Regions from separate parts of the Rattus norvegicus genome. Here region 2 is linked to region 1. The links are chromatin contacts, called in public Hi-C maps. All regions are on one chromosome and are shown on one strand. Each heading gives the region's core, a stretch centred on a gene start, on an enhancer-like site or on the middle of the called end of the contact. The rest is flanking DNA. Distances are from core to core; before and after follow the strand shown.

Evidence for each region. Hi-C and Micro-C count contacts between places; a contact is called where the count stands out from the background.
Region 2: a contact with region 1 is called in a Hi-C map of frontal cortex, with 2.0 times the contacts expected there. The contact joins the promoter of Pdhb here to the enhancer-like site in region 1. A contact is called at or near these places in 3 of 12 Hi-C or Micro-C datasets (frontal cortex, liver and mammary epithelial cells).

What each region holds. Positions count from the first base shown.
Region 1 is chr15:19,006,463-19,012,542 of GRCr8, reverse strand. All of the region lies in intron 3 of LOC120096928 (a long non-coding RNA gene), which reads left to right. Among named protein-coding and RNA genes, the nearest start is that of Fam107a, 37 kb to the left of the region's middle. Within about 2 kb of position 2,417, at least 35 of the 93 cell types and tissues checked have an H3K27ac peak or open chromatin away from gene starts, as enhancers often do.
Region 2 is chr15:19,180,087-19,186,166 of GRCr8, reverse strand. Pdhb (pyruvate dehydrogenase E1 subunit beta) reads right to left here and starts at 3,378. Exons shown (of 10, transcript NM_001007620.1): 1 at 3,010-3,378; 2 at 2,883-2,936; 3 at 1,499-1,606; 4 at 1,343-1,405; 5 at 1,216-1,251; 6 at 553-838; 7 at 110-220. The coding sequence starts at 3,051.

The DNA of each region.
Region 1 (6,080 bases), core at 1,168-3,667:
TGTGCCAGACAGGCAGAGTCTGAAAAGCCTCAGAACCAAAGACCAGACCAGTGAGTCTCAGCAGGCATGAAGGTGGTAGCTTTATCTTCCAAAAGAATATGGATGCTCTGCGGAGGAGAGCAAAAACTAAAGCCGGCAGTCTCTGCTCTGTAGCTCTCCTCTTCCTTCTCCTCCCCCTCCTCCCCCTCCTTCTCTTCTTCCTCCTCTCCTTCTTCCTCCTCCTCTTCCTCCTCCTCCCCTTCTTCCTCATCTTCCTCTTCCTCCTCTTCCTCCTCCTCCTCTTCCTCCTCTTCCTCCTCCTCCTCTTCCTCCTCTTCCTCTTCTTCTTCCCCCTTCCTGAGTTTCTCTCACTTTGTGATGTGGCGTCTGTCAGTGTTATGCACAAGAGCCCAGTCTAAACTAAGTGGTCATGCTGCCTCCTCACATCTTACGGGCTCTAGACCCATGCTTGGTCTACATGCCACCTCCCATGGTCCTGGGGAGCTGAGGGGAGGCTTGGCTTCCCTCAGAGTTGCTATCTGAGGTGGTAGGCAGAGTGAGATGAGGTATTGGTATGGAGGAATCCTAATAAGGACCCCGCAAACCACTAATCTGGGTGCTGGAGAGTAGGAGTCCTCCAGGGGGCTGTGTGGCCCCAAGTCAGCATGGCCCAGCTGCGCCTCTTGGGGTCCATGAGGAAGAAACACTTCATTTCAGTGAGTCCATCAAGTCCAGAGATCTGTCCCATCTTTTTGTTAACTGTTGGTGTAAGTTGAGGAAAGGTTCAGGTAATGCTTAAAATATGGCTCCTATTCAGGAAAGCAGGGTTTCTTTTCTTTTCTTTTCTTTTCTTTTCTTTTCTTTTCTTTTCTTTTCTTTTCTTTTCTTTTCTTTTCTTTTCTTTTCGGAGCTGGGGACCGAACCCAGGGCCTTGCGCTTGCTAGGCAAGCGCTCTACCACTGAGCTAAATCCCCAACCCCGGAAAGCAGGTTTATAGTCATCTCTGAAATGTCAAGCAAGGTATGCCTACCTGGTCAATTAGGAAAGCTTCTGGAATGTTCCAAACAGTGGTGTGAAAATTTTGCTTCCACAAATTAGAAGTACCTTAATTTACTCCCTCTAGTAACCCTGGTTATGACCAGGGGGTTGACTTTGCAGATTAAAGCTTCTACAGTTCCGGGGAAGCTCATAATGTGCCTGAGACAAGCAGCTCTGTCTGACTTCCTCTCCAGGCTCACAGTGTTTGCATTTTGTCTTTGGTTTTCTGTTCTGTCTGGCTATGCTGGTGGCAGAGGCCATCATCTTCTCCAGGTGAACATCAGGAGGAAATGGTCAATGTGCCCCCACCCCGTGGAGTGGGCTACACCCAGGAGCCTCAGCCATTCACACCCTCAAAGCTGTCTCCAAGTCAAAGCCAGGATTTGCTCAGGAAAGCTGGTCAGGGCTCAGGGCAAAGCCCGAGATGGCTAATGATGAAAACAGTTCTAATGACACAGAAAAGCTGGTGCACAGTCTACACACATAGGACTGTTCGAAACACGCCCCAGCCTATGAAATTCCCACAGTGAGTCTCTTAGATGGTAACTCTTGCACACAAGGAAATGAGTAGAAAACTTAAGTGATGTGCCGACATCCCTGTATCTGGTGACAGCAGGTTGGTCAGTCTGAAATTGTCCTCATGCTGGGTCTTTTTTTAGTACCCATCTGCCTGTGCTGGACACTCCCTTAGGAGCCAGAGAACCTAGGTTATCTGTCACTGCAGAAATGAAGAAACCAGACACAGGCTTTGCCTTGAACCACAACCAGCTCAGAGCAAATCCTGGCTGTGAGTTGGAGACAGCTTTGAGGACATGAGTGGCTGAGGCTCCTGGGTGTGGCTAGGGTCACCCCTGAAGGATCCAGTCCCCCTAGCCACATGCAGAACTCTAGGATGACACACAGGGGCCCCCACTTTCTTCCCTGGATTTTCCTGTGGCACGAAGTGTGTACCAGGCTTGGGTGGGTTTCAAGGTTAGGTCCAGACTCCCCCTGTTCAAGCTGATCTGTTTTACAGCTCATTTTTTCATGCACAAAGGTGGCTTTCAGAGTTGCTCCAAAGCCAGGAGCACTTCAGTCAGGCTGTGGAACAGCACATTCCTGGGCAGCTTAAGGCCCCCTGGGGGGTTCCCAAGGATCCTAATCTCCCAGCTTCCTGCCTCTCCCTAAGGAAAACCAAGGCAACCGGGAAGACCAACAGGGCAGCAATGGAGTGGTAACACAGCTGGGGTGTGGAAGGTGAACTCTGGCTGGCTTGGCCACTGTTTTCCCCTCTGGCCACACACTGCTTAGCAGAGAGCCAGCTCGGAGGTGGGGCATGATACAGGGTGGGCCTGTGTAGGGATGTCAGTGTCAGGCTGGACAGCCTTATTAATAGGTCATCTCTGAAGGCAGTCGGGTTGGGGCTCTTCTGGAGCGGAAACTCTTGACAGCAGACTCTATCGTTCACTAGGATGGTGTCACGAGTTGGCTGGAGGGCAGCCGGCTGGGCTCAGGCCAGGAAAATGTCTGGAGGCTGGATTCCAGGCCAGAGGCCAAGTTCTCAAAGTGCCCCCAGTAGTCACTTTCCTTTTCTTACCACTAGGCTCCTCTCTGACACCAGCCGGCGGTAGAGACTAAGGCAGGAGCCAGTGGGATTCAATGCTAGCTTTGCCCTTCGCAGCTCTGTAGCCCTGGAGAATGATTTAACTTTTCATGACACCGGTGCCCACTCATCCACCCATATAGGTGGGTGACTCCCCGTAAGCTGAAGCCTCTGTTTTACTAAAATATTGGTTAAATCATGCCACTTACTTATAAGCTTATCCTTTGGGCTGCAGGTGAAGCTAATTTGGAGTGCACAGAGACCTGGGTTCAGTCCCCAGCCCTGACTGAAAGTGATGTGCTGGTGTGTGCTGGCCACCTGAGCACCAGGAAGTAGAGGCAGGAAATTCAGGTCACGCTGAGTGAGCTACGTAGTGAGTTCAAGGCCAGCCTGGGCTACATGCAGCTCTTTCTCTAAATCAAAGGGAAATAAGATAACAGCAGTGTATGATGGGCCGGAGGGCCTACAATGGCCCCGTCCTGTCAGGCTGAGAATGGAAGGAGGTGTCACTCTGGAATGAAGCTTCCGTGAAGCGAGGCGCTGCTGTTGCTGTGCTGATAACAGTGATGAGTTCTGTGCCAACTAGTGAGTCTCAGGTAGCTAACGCCTCAACTGCAGCAGCTCTCCCAAGATGTGGAACAGGGGAAATCCTGCTGCTGCCCACTTCCTAGAGAACAGAGCCTGGCGTGGAATGGGTTTCACAAAGTACATGCAGGTGATTTTACAGTATGTTTGGTGGTAGAGGGCCAGCTGTAGAAAACACCCCCACTCCAGGTTTACGGGGAAGACTGATCAAGCCATGTTTGCTTCTAGAACCTTGTTTCCTACCCTCGTTCCTCTCCCAACTCCTCAAGAGTCTGTTCCACAGAACCCGCCCTATACCACAGGGCATTTGCTGTTCTCACTCTGCCTGTGTATTCCCTCCTCCCTCCTTCCCTCATCTTTCAGACCCTGACTGCAGGGCACCACCTCCTGGGAGGAGCCTTCTTTGGCTTCCCATGTGAAGTCATCTCCTGGGTTCCCTGGTCAGTGTTTTTCCATAGCACTTAGCAACTGAAATATTTCTGTGGGCTTTACTCACCTCTCTCGTCTGGAATCGACTTGTCCCGTCTTACTTATTGGCTTCTCCCTAGCTTTAGGACAGTGTTGGTTCCATTGTAGTAGCTTAAGTGCCACCCAGTGATGGTAGAGTTACTGAAACAGTCTGTATGGAGTGGGTTCCACGAAGCCTCACGCTCTGAAAGAGGTCACGACGGGGACTGGGGTGGATTCAATGGGTAAAGTGCTTTCTATACAAGTATGAAGACCTAAGTTGGAGCCCCAGCACCCATGTAAACTTACCTGTAAACCCAGTGATGGGATGCAGAGGTGGGGAGATCCTGGGGGCTGGAGTAGCTCCTGGTTCGGTGTGACTTGACTTTCCCCTGGATTACTTCTGGAATCCACTAACACTTAAGCAGTTAGACACATCCTTGAGGGGTTTTTCTTGGTTGGATTATTTGAGATGGGAAAACACCCATAATCTAGATCATCTGAGGCTAAAAGAGCCACCCTAAATGTGCCCTCCCCCACCCCCATCCCCATTTCAGATGGCAGCCTGCCAAAAGGGACATGAAGCCCTTTGCTTTTTGCCTGCTTGCCCTCACTCTTGATGACAAGTTCATCTGTCTTGCTGCTGAGGCATCCATTCTCTGGGTTTGAACCTTCTTTTTTAAGTCCTGAAGACCAGCTGAGAAATCCAACGTCATGAACTGAACAACTACTAGGTTCTTGGTTGTTCCACTGGGAGACAGCCATTGTTGGATGAGCCAGAACTCAGCTGTATTAGGGTTCTCTAGAATAACAGAACTCACAGAATGAATATTTCTCTGTACACAGAAAGGGGATTTATTAGAATGACTTGCAGGCTGTGGTCCAGCTAATCCATTCAGGCCATGAGGCTGGACATCTCAGTTGGCCTTCAGGAGACACCAGATTCCTGAAGTAGGTGCTAATGCCAGTGGAGGAATGGGCTTGCTAGTGAGGGCAAGAACAAGCAGACAAGGAGCAAACGCTTCCTTCCTCCTATCCTTATGTAGGTTTCTAGCAGTAGGCATGGCCCAGATCAGAAGTGGGTTTTCTCAGATCAAAAGATCTGGATTAAGGTCTGTCTTCCCACCTCAAGATCTGGATTAGAAGCAGATCTTTTCACTTCAAATTAAGCAAAACTCCATCACAGGTGTGCCCTCCACTTTGGGGTTTTGGGTAGTTCTAGATGTGATCAAGTTGACAAAACAAGAATTGCCACCACGACAGCCTGTAAGCCACTATAATGAATCCCGCTTTGTTATATATCATTCTACCAGAGATTCATTTGATCACTTTTGTTCCTCTAACCCTCATACAGTGAGAGACTCTGTCTCAAGAACAAAGTGAACGGTGACATTGGAAATCATATTATTAACATCTGCCCCACATATGCATACATCTGTAGGGTACATACACACACACACTGAATACATCTGTGGGGTACATACATCACACACACAAACACACATCACACACTCACACACATTCACACATTCACTCATACATACACATCCATGCAATCCTCCCCACATGGTCACACACTCAACATACACCGTCACACACATATACACTCATACACATTCACTCACACATGCACTCATACACACCCATGTATACACACTAACACACAATGCACTCACTCACCCATTTACTTACACACACACACATCACACACTCATACACACTCATACATTCACTCACACATACACTCATATATACACATCCATGCAACCCCCATACACATGATCACACACTCAACATACACTGTCATACACACATACACTCATACACACCCATGAAATCATACACTAACACACAATGTACTCACTCACTTTCTCACACACACACATTCATTCACACGTGCACTCATATACACTCATGCAATCACACACTAACACACAATGTACTCACCCACTCACTTACACACACACACACACACTCATACACACTCACACATTCACTCACACATACACTCCTATATACACATCTATGCAACCTCCATACACATGCTCACACACTCAACATACACTGTCATACACACATACACTCATACACACCCATGAAATCATACACTAGCACACAATGTACACACACACACACACACACACACACACACACACACATCAATGCATGACAAATCTTAATTCCACAGTTCTTGTGCTGTATTCTCTCCAGCCCACATTCTGGCCACACGAATACATTTGCTCTGCACTTCTTTTTCTCTCCAGCACAGTCTGGCATAGGCTCAGCTTCCTTCCTGCTGGGAGAGAGTTGCAAAGGGCCCAGATGGCCATCTGCTAGAGCAGTCGACCCGAAGTCACACTCTTTGGTCAACCGTCTTGTAATTATCCACTGGCTTGGCTCTTGGAGAAGCGGGAGGGGAGAGGCTCCACGGGCTCATTACGTTTCCCTC
Region 2 (6,080 bases), core at 2,129-4,628, 170 kb before region 1:
GCTCATTCATTCTTTACTTTTCAAGTCAAACTCCATAGCAGTAACTTCTAACCTTTGCAAACAAAAGGGCTACAGTAAAAACAATTCATGAATACCAAGGTGTCCTTACCTTGCCTTTCAATTTTGGCTTTTCCAATAGGAATCAGGAAATCTTTTGATTGAGCTTCTGTGGGAAGTTCAAATGCAACTCCATACATCAGTTCATTCTCTAGCATCACCACTGCAAGACAGTATAAGCTCTCAAACAACAAAGTACAGGCAGAATGACTATGAATGCACATACCACAAAACCACTCATCTTATGAATAAGAAGCCTGGTTTCTGTCTCACCTAGAAGCATCAGGATGGTTTATACACAGTCTGGTCGGTAGAGGTTAAGCCAAATGTGCAGGTATGCAGTAAAGAACTGGCCCTACATTTTTGACTATCTTTGTGTCTATAAATCATTTATACGTTATACATATGCTATATCTAAGCCTCACTAGATGGCCTCGATGGTTCCTTGTATGGTTCATGTCAGCTCTTTCACTGTTCAAGAGAAGCAGGAGTTACCTGGATTATCATCACGAATGGCCGATTTAATAAGTCCTTTCGCATCCTCGGAATTCCAGGGGCTGACCACTTTCAAACCGGGGCAGTGCCCATACCACGCAGCGAAGCATTGCGAGTGCTGAGCAGCCACGCCCGCTGAGGCGCCGTTGGGCCCCCTGAACACTATGGGCACCGGCTGGAGGCCAGCAGACATATAGTACGTCTTGGCAGCTGAGTTTATGACCTGGTCAATAGCTTGCATAGAGAAATTGAAGGTCATAAATTCACAGATGGGCCGCAGCCCAGCCTGTCAAATGGAAAAGTCGATGTTAAAAAGACTAAACAGAACAAGGAAGAGTGGTAAACAACCAAGCAATCCACTCCTCTGACATCCGGACAGCACGGCTTGGGGTTTGTCTGTCTGTCTGTCTGTCTGTCTGTCTGTCTCTCTCTCTGTTTTTTTGTTTGTTTGTTTGTTTTTGTTTTTGTTTTTTTGAAAAAGTTTTCTCTGTGTAACTCTGGCCATCTGGAACTTACTTGTGGTCCAGGCTGGCTTGAACTTAGAGATCTGCCTGACTCTTGAGTGCTGGGATTAAAGGCAAACACCACAACACGCAGTGCAAACAATATTTTCAAAAGATATTAAGGAAATCTCCTTTGATAAGCATCATAAATATTACATACCATAGCTGCACCAACAGCAATTCCAGCAAAGCCCATCTGTAAAGCAAACAGCAAACTTTAGAAAAAGTCCATAGAAATTAAGACTGAATATTTGACCAGCCCCTCTCAGTTTGTCCAGAAGGCGTACCTCCGATATGGGAGTATCTATGATCCTCTTGTCACCATATTTCTTCCACAGGCCTCTGCTAACCTACAATTTAGATTTTGCCACATCACTTTCAAGTGGTTGTCAGGGTAAATGGCTACTTTTTAATTTTATATAAAGTTTATCTAGTTCAGTTACCTTGTATGCACCATCATACTGGGCAACTTCTTCCCCAAGCAGAAAAACCTTTTCATCTCTTTCTAGTTCTTCATCCATACCTTGATTAATGGCTTCACGAACTGTCAACTGTCACAGGTACATAAACAGAAAACACGCTACAGGATTATTAAGGAGACTACGGAAACTCCCTTCTTCATACTTATCTACGCTGCCCACAACATAAAACATAAATCTAACATTCATGCAGGCAGTCCAAGTTCCAAAAATGTGAGGAGGCAAGATGGCCAAGCCTGACGAGTCTCATCTCCATTTCTACGTGGTGGAAGGAGGAAACTGATTCCCTGGAAGTTGACCTCAAGTGCACACGGGCATGCTCACACACACAAAAAACTTATCATACAAATCAAAGCTCCAAGAACTTAACAAGTAACTTATGCCAATAATCTTTCACTAGATGTTAGTGATAAGCCTACAGAACACTTCTGCTGTACTGCTTGATGTGCACAGTCAAGAAAACCAAGCAATTGCTAAACTAGCTCGAAGGCAGTTTCCCATGTAGAAAACACGCCAGGCTGTTTTACCTATACCCTTGGAGCACTAAGACTCAGAGAACGAGCAAGGAAGGTCTAACCATGGCTACTAACTACGGCTAAGTTTAAGCATTCAGTAGTGTACAGCTTGACATCCACAATGCTGGTGCTGCTAGGCTACTAAAATATGTAGAATGGTAAAATCCTTCTAAGATATACATATGCCAAAAAGAAAAGAAGTGTGTATCTGCAAGCCAGTGTTCTCAGCACCAGAACAAATCCAAACGGTGGAAACAAAGTCACCCTTGGATGAATACATAAATAAAATGTACAAAGGATATGAGTCAATGTTTCAAAGGAACAAATTCTGATGTATGTATTCTACAATATGGTTGAACCTTGTTAAATAAGCCAGACCCCCCCCCCCAAAAAAAATCAAAAAATTCCACTTATATGACGTTCTAAAACAAGCAAACTCAAAATGTGCCAGAAAAGTACAACAGCGGCTGGCATAGTGTGAATTATCGTGTAAAGTTCTGGAGATTGACAGTGTATACAGTGAATGTATTCGATGCCACATTTGAACACACAAGGTTTTAAAGTTATATTTTACCACAATTCGAGGTGGGGGCGTAAACAGTCAGGAAAGCAGGTGGCTGTCGGTTAAGACTGCCACCGGCCTGGTGAGAATGGGTGCCAGTATGAGTGGCACCGGGCGGTGACAGAGCCAGCGCGAATCATCCGCAGGACGCGGCCACTGCCAGGGTCCGAGATGCCACTCGGCCTTGGGGCAGACGCGACCCCGATCTTTCAGGCCTGCTCCCGGAACCCAGGATTCCCTCCCGGCCTTGCCCAGAGTCCAGACCGGTTACCTGCACCGCCGCGGGCGCCGAGCGGTGGAAACGCCTCTTCAGCAGCCCGGAAGCCTGGCAGTGAAAGAGAAAGAGGTTCAGAAAGGGCACAGGGGATACGGCGGGTGCACCAGGGGCCGCTACTTACCTGCCGCAAAGGTCCCCGCACCAGACCAGCCACCGCCGCCATCTTGCCCGTGTCCTCTACTCGCAGCCGAATGACAACACAGAAGCGCCGCAGACCCCGTCCGGCGCAGCCAATGGTAGGGCGTGACACCTTTAGGTCCCGCCTCTGTTCGGCAAAGCCAATAGAGAATGTCAACTGGAGGCCCGCCTTCCTGAGTAAGCCAATAGCAGGGCAGTATTTCAAAAGCCCCGCCCCCAGGCTTTGGCAGGGTGAGACCTATGGCCCCGCCTCTGCATACGTAGCCAACGGCCAGTTTTGACGCCTGCGAGCCCCGCCCATCTAGCGAATCCTGGTCCTGCGGAGGTGACGCGAGGTTGCTGTTCCTCTCTGACCTGGTGCACTGGAGAGAACTTTGCAGACTGCTCGCGGTGGCTGTCATGCACCTAGCACGCCCTGCACTCGGCCCTTACTGCTGTCTGCTCACGTGCTAGGACTGAGTCAGTGTGGCCTGATCAACGGAGGCTGTAAAGACCTTAAGGCCCCTTTGCGGGCACTGCGGGCCTTGAGCAACACGTGAATCTTGCAACACATTGTATGAATGGGCGCTGTCAATTGAATGTAAACAATAGCTTTTTTGTGTGCACTAAGTGTCCACTTTGTGCCAGGTATTGTGATGTGTGTTTGATAAGTGATTGTAGGCGGTAGTATTCTCTCCATCCAGACGTGAAAAGGTGAGGAGTTTGTTCTGATCATGCTGAATTTAGATGGCTTACCTGGACCGTAGAAGAAGCCTGAAGCCTAGTTTTAACAGACCTAGAGACATTTGAGAATAGCTGTTTAGACGCTGCCCTTATTTTCTGCATTCAGTCTCATCGACTGTAAATGGAAAGATGGACAATGAGGTATGGGATTACCTCCTTCCAAAGCTCCCTGGTTAGGGCCATCAGGTGGTCATGTTGTAAGGTATGTCAAATATAAGTCTGCTATCAAAGAACATATAAACTTGTGTTTGGGACAAGGACTTCAAAGCCTCTTATCTCTCCTGCCATCAAAGACTTTGATGGAAATAGATGTTTTTGTTTTAACCCCACAAGACAGGGTTTTTTTTTTTTGTTTGTTTATTTTTTTTAGATTTATTCATGTATTATACATAAGTACACTGTAGCTGTCTTCAGACACACCAGAAGAGGGCATCCGATCTTTTTACAGATGGTTGTGAGCCACCATGTGGTTGCTGGGAATTGACCTCTGGAAGAGCAGTCGGGTGCTCTTAACCGCTGAGCCATCTCTCCAGCCCAAGACAGGGTTTTTATATGTAGTCCTGGCTGTCCTAAAACTCATTCTGTAGACAAGTCTGGCCTCGACTTACAGAGATCCATCTGCTTCTGCCTTCTGAGTGCTGGGATTAAAGATATGTGCCACCACCACCCGATCCATATTTTTTTCTTTTTACCACTGGGTATTTTTTATGGCATAAGTGTTTCAAATTTTATTTACTAGCAATTTTAATATTACATTCACTACATTGGCTGTATTGTTCTCATTTATTCAAACTATGTAGTTTGCTTACATCAAGGTGCCCTAACTTCAGAATATATATATATATATATATATATATATATATATATATATATATATATATATATATATATATTTCCAGTGAACAAGAACACTCTTTCATGTAACCAAGGACATTCTGGGAATTGATGTTGACAAGGCTGGCCTTGAACTCAGAGATCTGCCTGCCTCTGTCTCCCTGGAATGCTGGGATTAAAGGAATGTACCACCACGCCTAGCTTTGAGCAAGTGTTTGAATCTTCCCTAAACAGTAAAACCTTTGTTTATGCAGCGGCCCACTGCTCTGTTCTTGGAACTCGATACCTGGAGCAATAGCCCTTTTCTTTTTGGAGACTCCTTGGCTCTTCCTCCTTCATTTCCTGAGTGTCCTTCTTCTTGGGGCAGCCACTGCATCAGACTGTGAGGTCAAACTCCAGCCAACTGGTTAAAGACACAGCCGCCACCTGAGTTAGAATGAAGACCGAGTGTGCTTCCAGTCTCCCTGTGTATCCCCTCTCTTTGAGAACACCCTCTTGATCAGGAGTAAAGTCCACCCTGTCCAGACACTTCAGTTACAGTGCGGATCTCTTTCGCTGTGTCGCCAAACTTACTTCTAACAACTTTACGTTTCCAGCAATGTAGGTAGCAGGGACATTTCGTGTTCTCGTTTATAAAGACACACTTGTATGCTCCACTATAGTCTGCATGCCCATCTCGTTTATAAAGACACACTTGTATGCTCCACTATAGTCTGCATGCCCATATTACTAAGAGTTTAATACATCTACACCGTTTTAGGTCTCAAATCCGGGACTAGTCTCATTCTATACTTGTGGCTCCTCTGAGCACTTCTCACCCCTCCCCCTACCCTAAACCTCCCCCTCCTGTCTGCTGGGCTTCCCTTCTCCCAGCCTGATCCCTATATAAGGCAGCCATTTGGGCTGCACCAGTCTCTTACTCCCAGGGTCCTTTCTTGCTCTCCCTCCCCTATCTCCTCTCATGCCCAGTTTACTTGGCTGACCATGTTCAGCCTGGACTCCTCCTTCTGCCGATGTTCTCCCTTATGTCTACAATTAAAACTTCTCCATATTTGAGGTGTAGCCGTGTCCTCGTTTTATCTCATTTTTCATTCACAGAGTGATTTCCCTGGTTTGACTTAAAACTCCTCTCCCACACCAGAGGATTACAAGGTGGAAACTAACCTGAGCTTCATTATTTCGTGTGTCCAAGTCCAAACATTCCCGGAGTGAAGAACAGCACTGAAGAGAGGAGCACAGACATCACAAGACTCAGAAACATGGCTGACCTCTAAGCAGGGTAGGGAAGCCTGAGCTCCAGAGGGATTCACACACACACACACACACACACATACACACACACACACACACACACACACACACACACACACACACACACAGACCCTGTCCTACACACTGACTTATAAAATCTGCTGGTTAGAGGTGAAATATAATCCAGATTTCTAAAATGTTTAACTCAAGTTTCTCTTATTCCTAGCTCTGAATAAGGCGCAATTT